Regions from separate parts of the Mus musculus genome. Here regions 1 and 3 are each linked to region 2. A link is a contact called in public HiChIP or PLAC-seq and Micro-C data. All regions are on one chromosome and are shown on one strand. The core of a region is the stretch at or near the end of the contact, and the rest is flanking DNA. Distances in the headings are between cores, read along the strand shown.

Evidence for each region. A called contact is a pair of places that touch in the nucleus more often than the background predicts. HiChIP or PLAC-seq counts read pairs in DNA pulled down with a chosen protein or histone mark.
Region 1: a Micro-C map of embryonic stem cells shows a contact between it and region 2, with 2.9 times the contacts expected there. The contact joins the promoter of Stk11ip here to the enhancer-like site in region 2. A contact is called at or near these places in 1 of 39 promoter capture datasets (pre-B cells), 4 of 484 Hi-C or Micro-C datasets (CD4 T cells, CD8 T cells, effector CD8 T cells and 1 more), 3 of 115 datasets of contacts at active chromatin or transcription factors (CD4 single positive thymocytes, bone marrow-derived macrophages and large pre-B cells) and 1 of 9 other capture datasets (adipose tissue).
Region 3: a contact with region 2 is called in an H3K27ac HiChIP or PLAC-seq map of embryonic stem cells, with 2.3 times the contacts expected there. The contact joins two enhancer-like sites. A contact is called at or near these places in 2 of 115 datasets of contacts at active chromatin or transcription factors (bone marrow-derived macrophages and embryonic stem cells) and 1 of 9 other capture datasets (liver).

The regions. Positions count from the first base shown.
Region 1 is chr1:75,520,110-75,522,809 of GRCm38.p6, reverse strand. Stk11ip (serine/threonine kinase 11 interacting protein) reads right to left here and starts at 1,281. Exons shown (of 25, transcript NM_027886.3): 1 at 1,168-1,281; 2 at 961-1,046. The coding sequence starts at 1,021.
Region 2 is chr1:74,823,825-74,826,568 of GRCm38.p6, reverse strand. It overlaps Gm32275 (a long non-coding RNA gene), which reads left to right. Exons shown (of 3, transcript XR_373533.3): 2 at 1,083-1,209. Among named protein-coding and RNA genes, the nearest start is that of n-TGgcc3, 8.4 kb to the right of the region's middle. Within about 2 kb of position 1,333, at least 46 of the 459 cell types and tissues checked have an H3K27ac peak or open chromatin away from gene starts, as enhancers often do. A contact at or near this core is called in embryonic stem cells, where this site is marked.
Region 3 is chr1:75,494,073-75,496,772 of GRCm38.p6, reverse strand. All of the region lies in intron 8 of Obsl1 (obscurin-like 1), which reads left to right. Among named protein-coding and RNA genes, the nearest start is that of Obsl1, 11 kb to the left of the region's middle. Within about 2 kb of position 1,387, at least 23 of the 459 cell types and tissues checked have an H3K27ac peak or open chromatin away from gene starts, as enhancers often do. A contact at or near this core is called in embryonic stem cells, where this site is marked.

The DNA.
Region 1 (2,700 bases), core at 32-2,531, 700 kb before region 2:
TCTAGATCTCATCCTTATCTCCTAAAGACATCCATTAACCCCACCTTACAGATAGGAAAGCCGGGGCTCAAAGAAGAATCTCTCCTTTCTGTGTGTGTGGGGAGGATGCTAGGGATTATAAGTCAAAGTTTTGTACATGCTAAACATATGCTCTGCTACTGAACTATATCCCCAGCTCTCAAAGAATCATGATTGTGATCATTTAGCTGATGATGGCAACCACATAACAAACAACATAGTGCCAGGCGTGGTGGCACATGCCTTTAATCCCAGCACTTGGGAGGCAGAGGCAGGCGGATTTCTGAGTTCGAGGCCAGCCTGGTCTACAAAGTGAGTTCCAGGACAGCCAGGACTACACAGAGAAACCCTGTCTCAAAAAAAAAAAAAAAACAAAACAAAAAAACAAAACAAAACAAAAAAAAAAACAAAAACCAAACAACACAGTGATCTTTGCCATGCCCAGGCACTGGGGCAGCAACTATAGTAACACTATCTTTTGAACACTTATTATGCATGCATGCACTGCACTAAATAAGCTAACTAAAATCCCGCTATCTTTTGCGTTCAATACAATCCCTATGCTAACCTATCTGAGAAGAATACTGAGGGTCTAAAAACTTATCCAAGTCTGATAGAGGGTTGGGACTAACCTATGTGGGTCTCCAAATCTCTGGTGTCTAAGGTGCTTATACTTGGCTTTCGGTACAAGTGATTATGTTCTTGTCTGCAAGTGTTTAATCTATTAATGATCCCTTTCCTCTGGAGAGTTAAGTGCTATGAGAGATGGATAGAGTTTAGACTGTCAAAGGCATGACTGTAAACAACGCGTCACAAGGAACACACCCAGAAGACGCCGGCACCTCGTGACCCCGCCGGCAATGACTCGGTGATTCCCGGCGTTTCTGGACAGTATCGAACACACCTAGAACTCCCAACCAAATAAGCCAGAAGTCCACTCACCCGACTCCCGCAAAAGTCCCGCCAGCTTCCACACTACTGAATCCCGCGGAGCGGTCGTCATAGCCACGGGACGCTGGGGGCGGAGCCTGGGGAAAGGGGAAGCGGAAGAGCCTCAGGTGGGCAACAAAAGCCCAGAGCTTTCGTGCAAATGGAGGCGTCGCGCAATGTAAAAAGTAAGCATCAGCTAAAAAGAACGATCTCTCTGACCCCTTTTCCAAAAAGCATTGGGCCTCGGGAGCCCATGGGCCCGCGTAATTCGCACTCCAATCACTTTGGCAGCCGGGCTCTTTTAGGGCAGGAAGTCCCGCCCCGGAAGGCAAAGGACCTACCGGAAAGCATGCCTTCGCTACCGGAAGCCACGCCCTGGGCGAGCCGATGTGTCAGTAGGACGGAACTAGCCGGGATTAAGCCCCTAACGGGGCCCCAGGTCTAGCTCGGCTCTGGGTGGCCCCTTCGGCAGAGAGAGAAACCTGACTCTTGTTTGCAGACTGGGCGGGGAAGCAGAGCTTGGAGAAATGGGATCTTGTATTAGAAGGAAAAGAACTCATCCAAAACAAATACTGATCTTCCAGTTACATAGCTGTCCTGTCCTTGCGAAGTTCTTTTATATCAGCCAGAAGGGCTAAGGCTGGCAGGGATGCCACTCTCAAACCCCCTTTGCTGTCATAGTCCTCAGTCTCTAGACTTATTTTTCCTTAGGGTTTAGCACACTCTCAAATTGGTCCCTGGTCTCTGATTTCAGAGCTCTGGAAGCAGAGGCAGGAGGGTCTCAGTGAGTTCAAGACCAGCCAGCTCTAAATAGTGAGTTCCAGGCTAGCCAGGGCTGCATAGTGGGATCCTATCTCAAAAACAAAAATTAGTCACTGGTAATGACCTGAACCTGTATTTGTTTTGTTTTGTTTTTAACTGTATTTACAGCTCAGTACACCTAACTAAAAGTGGTTTTCCTAAATTTGAAAATAAAATATATCAATAATTAACAAAAGCAAGACTGTTGAGTTTTCTACTTCCAAATTGGCACTGTAGCTTTTTTTTTTTTTTTCAAGATAGGGTTTCTCTGTGTAGCCCTGGCTGCCCTGAAACTCTGTAAACCAGGCTGCCTCTGCCTCCCAAGTGCTGGGATTAAAGGCGTGCGCCGCCACCACCACCCAGCACCACTGTAGTTTTTACCCTGGCTCTTGGTCTGGCAGTTGACATCAACTTCTGGTCTACATTATGAAAACATTTCTTAGGATGGAGTGACTAGCTAGGCTTGGGAGGGGAATGTCTTTTATGAAACAATCCTTTCTAACACAAGAAAGTTAAACATGAAGTGTAGGACTGAAGAGATGGCTCAGTGAATTAGAGCACTGGCTAGGCTTCCAGAGGACATGGGTTCAAGTCCCAGTACCCACATGGCGGCCCACAGCCATCTGTAACTCCAGTTCCAGGTGGTTGTACAATCTCTTCTCATCTCCATGGGCACAGCACATGCATGGTGTAGAGGCATTCAGGCAAAACATTCATACATGCAAGTGTTTGCTTTTAATGAAAAATCTAAAGAGTAGAGTTGGAGTCAGTCAGTTTTAGAGGTGGTGGAAGGCTTCTCTAGCCTGAACAAACTTCCTATATACCGTCTCATGGATCTGGGACATTTTGTGCAATTGATAATCCATTACATAGCAACTGTCAGTCCTTGTTTATCGATCACCTGAAGCTGGCCATGGGGGAGGAGCCATAACAATCAAGTCAACTGTATCA
Region 2 (2,744 bases), core at 84-2,583:
CAGAAACCAGAGTTCAACTGTTAAAGAAACTGAATGTGTAGCTACAACCTTCCCATCAGGGACACCCTAAGCTCTGGTGGCTCTGACATTTAAAAGAAGAAATAGGGCCAACTCCTCAAATTCTTCCAGACAACTGGACATGGGTCATGTTAAATGTTCACCATCCAGGTCAGGACTTTCTCTTTTTAAGATTGGTTTTCACTTTATGTGTATGAGAAACCCACATGTGGATCAGTGTCCTGAGGTGCCTGGAATTACAGAGTTTTGAGCAGCCACATGCATGCTGGGCACCATATTAGGGTTCTGTGCAGGAGCAACACACTGATCTTAACCAATGGGGAGAATGGACTAAACCTCTGAAACTGTAAGCAAGCGCCAATTAAATGCTCTCTAGAAGGACAGTTGCCATGGTCTCTTCACAGCAGTAGAACACTATAAATGAATACAAAGTTTCTGGTGGAATCAACAGTCTCAAATGTGATGGCTGCACAACCAAATGTTCTAAACGGAACTGTATACTTATATGTAAGTTACAGAGTATGGGAGTTATGCCAATAAAGTTATTATTATTTAAACATCAGTAAATAACTTGTAATTAAACTAAACAAAACTTGTAATTAAAACAAAAAACAAACAAACAAACAAACCAGCTTGGCTTGGTGGTACATGACTTTAATCCTAACACTGGGAAACAGAGGAAGGCAAATCTGAGTTTGAGGCCAGCCTGGTTTACAGAGCTACAACGTGCTACACAGAGAAACCTTGTCTCAACACAACAAAACAAAACAAAATCAAAGGACATGGGGCCTCAGCACGGTTCAGCTGGTAAAAGCCTTCCTGCCAAGCTTGATGGTGATCCCTGAACCCACATGGTGAAAGGAGAAACCAGACCAAGTCCTCTAACCTAGAGAGAGAGAGAGAGAGAGAGAGAGAGATGTTTACAGAAATAAAAGGAAGAACATTCTAAAAAATCAAACACTTTTGATAGAAAGGTCCATAACGATAAAGCTCTTGCCTGTTTTTTCTTTTATTTATTTATTTGTTTGTTTGTTTGTTTGTTTACATCTGTGCCTGGGAGTCAGTTCATCCCTTCCATCCTGCTTCAATCATCAGACTTGGTTGCAAACGTCCTTCCCTGGATTCTCACCAGCCCTTGACTGCTCTATTGGCTGTTGTTAACTCCAACACCAAACAAAAGTCTCACAAATGGTAAGTAAAATTAAATAGTGACTGAAGGAATGCGTGCAAAAGCCCCCGTCAGGGAAGAGCACGGTTCACAGGTTCATCAGAGAAAAGAAAGCTCCCAGTGGGCACTGGGAAGACACTGGGAGTCTGCAACCAATTGTCTCAGTCTCCCTGCAGAGCCGTAGGAGCCACAGAAGGGTTTTAGAGAAGGTAGATCAGATTTACATTTGAAAAGAACGCTGACAGCTGGAGAAAGCCTGGAAAGATTAGGGCTTAAAAAGTTGGACTCTGCAACAAAGGAAAGTTAGTGACCTTGGAAAACTCAGTGCAGGTGGAGCCCGGGACTGACTGGAGGGGGCTGGAAAGCAAGTGTCGCAAACGGCATCTCTCTCTGCAAGGCCTCTTCTTCCGCCCTATGTCTCCAGGGAAACGGGCCCAAAATACACTTGGCTTAAAAAGTAACAAAGACATGTTCCTATGCATATTCACGCACAGCCGGCTCACCGCTCACCGGTCCATTCTGAGTCTGTTCAAGAATTGCTCACCCTGACAGAGGGAAAATTCATGCTCTCAGCTCCCACCAGATGCCTTCCATTGCTGAAGGAGAAAGGAGGACAAAGAAAGGCTGCACAGGACAGAAAACACAAAGTGTTCCCTGTGGCTTTACCAGGCCTCTCATTAGGTCCCTACAACCTAGAACCCAACCCTCGACACCTAAGACAGTGGGAAATTCTGGAATAAGGTGCTTGCCACGGGTGTGACTAAATGTCTGAACTCAGAACTGAAAAGATTGGTTTCTAGTTGAGTTTTCTCCAGCCATAGGCAAAACTATGGGCAAGCAATGTAACTTCTCTGAGTGTCCATCATCTCAAAAATGAAGAGAAAACACATGCCCTGACCTACTGACAGATGTAAGGAGGGGACAGACATGCAAGAAGAGATCTACATTCTGTGAGGCCAGAGCTCACCCAATTTCAATGAGCTCCTTAAGAAAAAGTGGTGGCGCACGCCTTTAATCCCAGCACTCGGGAGGCAGAGGCAGGCGGATTTCTGAGTTTGAGGCCAGCCTGGTCTACAAAGTGAGTTCCAGGACAGCCAGGGCTATACAGAGAAACCCTGTCTTGAAAAACCAAAAAAAAAAAAAAAAAAAAAAAAAGAAAAGAAAAGAAAAGAAAAAGAATATGAACACAGCCTTGGTCTACAAAGAAAGTTCCAGGAAAGCCAGGGCGACACAGAGAAGCCACCTTGGGGTGGGAGGATATAAGCACAAAAATACAAAAGTAGATACAAAATCTGAACGTTCACTTATACAAGAAAAATTTACACCCAAAGCCCCAGAGCTGAGGGTCAACATATAGGAAAACCACCACACAATCTTTGTTTAAAACAGGATCTGGCTGTCACTTGGGCCTCAACTCTCAGACCTCCCAAGCAGCTGGGACAACAGATGCACTCCACTGTACTGAGCTAAGCTGCACAGTCTTTAATCTTTTTTTAATATTTATTTTTATTTATGTGTACCTGTATCTGGGTGAGTATGAGCCACATGTGTGCAGACA
Region 3 (2,700 bases), core at 138-2,637, 670 kb before region 2:
AATGCCATCCAGGCTGGGTGCCTGGCTGGTGGTCAGTTAGCTGCCAGACTAGCTGGGAAGGCAGTTGCTATCCAGGGGTCACAAATGGGGAGACCCCCTTGGACTCTGACTCTATGCAGCCCACAGATGTGTTTTGTTTGGCCTGCAGAGTCATACCAAAGTCAGGACAGTCCAAATAACAACCCGGAGTTTTACGTCCTCTTGAAAAAGCCGAAGACCCGGCGGTTCTGGTCTCATTTCCCCCCATGGCGACGAACGGCTGGCACTGAGTAGCAGCTGCCCCATAGTATGGGGCCCCCATTTCTCTGTCCCACCCTCCCTGCCATTTCTCCTGCCTCTCCCCAGACTCCCTGAGCCATTAACTTAACCTATCTGGCCCTCACATTTGCAACCCCTGTGTTAAACCAATAAACGCACCAATAAACATTCCAAGAAACCTCATGGTAAATAAGTTCAATTAGGGTCCAGGGCTCCACAGAACAGCCAGGCAGGGAGGGCCTGGGCGGAGGTCTCACAGGGTCACTGTAGTATGGGCTGGGCTCCATGCATTCGACAGCATATGAACACACATGTATTTCCTCCTCAAAGAACACAGCCTAGTAAGAAAGCCAGACACATGTCAGGGCATAGGCTGTCAAGGACAGCATAGGAAACCCTGGGCTCGTGGCTGCTAACCTGGTCAGGGTAATGAGGATGTTTACCTACTTGTAATGGAGTTAGGCTGAGTTAAGGGGTGGGCTGAGAATAGTCCGGGTACCGGGGAGTCAAGGACAGCTAGAAATATGGTGGTGATTTGTGCCGGCCACCTCAGGACTACAGCCCACGGCACCATTCCCAGGGTGCATGGTCGTAGGGGCATTTAGTCAGTTCTGGACATCACAGAAGAACCCCAGTGGCAGCACAAGGACAACTACCCTATCTTCACGGTCCTGTTGCCTTCTTCCCTGACTTGCCCCAGGAGCCATGCCCAGGCAGAGCTGCTTAGGGAATTCCACTCACTATACCCCAGATGGAGCCCACAACTGCAACAAGGCTGTGGACACAATCTATTTTACAGCTAGAGACCTTCATTCTCTCAGTCCCAGCCCTGGCCAGACACAACAGCCACAACCACAAAGCACCCTACGCCTCACAGTAAAGTTCACACAAATGCCACCTCACCTCCAGGCCAGAGTGGATCAAGTCCCACACCAAACGGCCCAGCTCACTGCCCCAACATCTTCCACCGCCATCCCATATAGAAGAAGCTGCCTTCTGTAATCTCCTGGCCTTATCATGACTAGATCATACATTTTGAGAAAAGAATGCCCTGTGTCCTGTGGCTGGGTCTGGTGGAGAACTGAAAAATCCTAGACAGGGAAGCCCACAGTTCCCTAGCCAGGCCACAAGGGGGCCAGGTGTACTCTAGTCTTCTGGAAACTTAATTCGTTGGAGAACAAGACAGCGCGTGGTATTACGGGCAAGCTTGGGCTTGCTGACGGTCTACTAATATTGACTTAGCTCCTTTTCTGTGGAAGAATGGCCTGTGCTTGAGGTTGAGCTCACTGAAACAGTGTAGCATCCCTGGGATACTTTTAGACAGGTATTAACTCTGGTATACAAGAAGTATTCCCTAGTTGCTGCACGTGGGTGGCCTGGATTCGCCCCAGTGCCTGCAGCAGGAGAGCCTTTTAGAACAGAATGCTTCTTCCTTCTGCCCAGGAGCTAATAGCTGTCTGGGACCTTAAGGGCAATTCATTGCTTAATCATTGCATGCCTCAATTCTTTCATCTGGAAACCGGAGACAGCACAGTGCTCTCCTCCAGACATCAGCGTGAGGCTAAAGGCTCAAAGTGTTCGGCACAGTAACTGGAGAGTTAGGAGGTGTTCGTTGTTTACAGATCCTGATCCCACTCCTGCACAATTTGTAAAGCCCCCAAACCCTCAAAACCAAATGCTAAAAGTTTAGCAGTTGTCTGGTATGATGGTGTATACCTTTAATCCCGGCACTCAGGAGACAGAGGCAGGTGATTCTCTGTGATTTCTAGGCCGTCCTGGTCTGCATAGTAAGTTTGAGACCAGCCAGGGCTATGTAGTGAGATCAGAGGTTTGACAGTCAAATTTATTACATTAAAACTGAATTTAACTGATGCATTCTCTTTTTAAAAAAGATTTATTTATTATTATATCTAAGTACACTGTAGCTGACTTCAGACACACCAGAAGAGGGCATCAGATCTCATTACGGATGGTTGTGAGCCACCGTGTGTTTGCTGGGATTTGAACTCAGGACTTCCAGAAGAGCAGTCAGTGCTCTTAACTGCTGAGCCATCATCTCCAGCCCCTAACTGATACATTCTTAATTATTCTTTAATTATCTGGTAGGGCTAGTCTATATCTGCATCTTTGTTAGATTTGACTGTGTCTTCTAGTATATCTTGCCAAGGGTAAATATATATTAGACAGCAAAATGTTAATGGGAATCATTTTAAGGGGCAGAGGCAGGACCTGAAGGGTAGCTAGCTACCAAATGAGAAATGCATCCTTTTAAAGTCCAGAAGATACTGGATTCTGTAAGTGTCTAGTCTTGGGGATTTGAAGGACAGGTCAGGGACCTATTGTTACTTATTACTGTGCTACTCGGAACTCAGGACTGTTATTAGCACATGGGCAGCGGGGCTCACGTGCTGCCAGGCATTGCTAGTTAGTGACAGTTGTGCT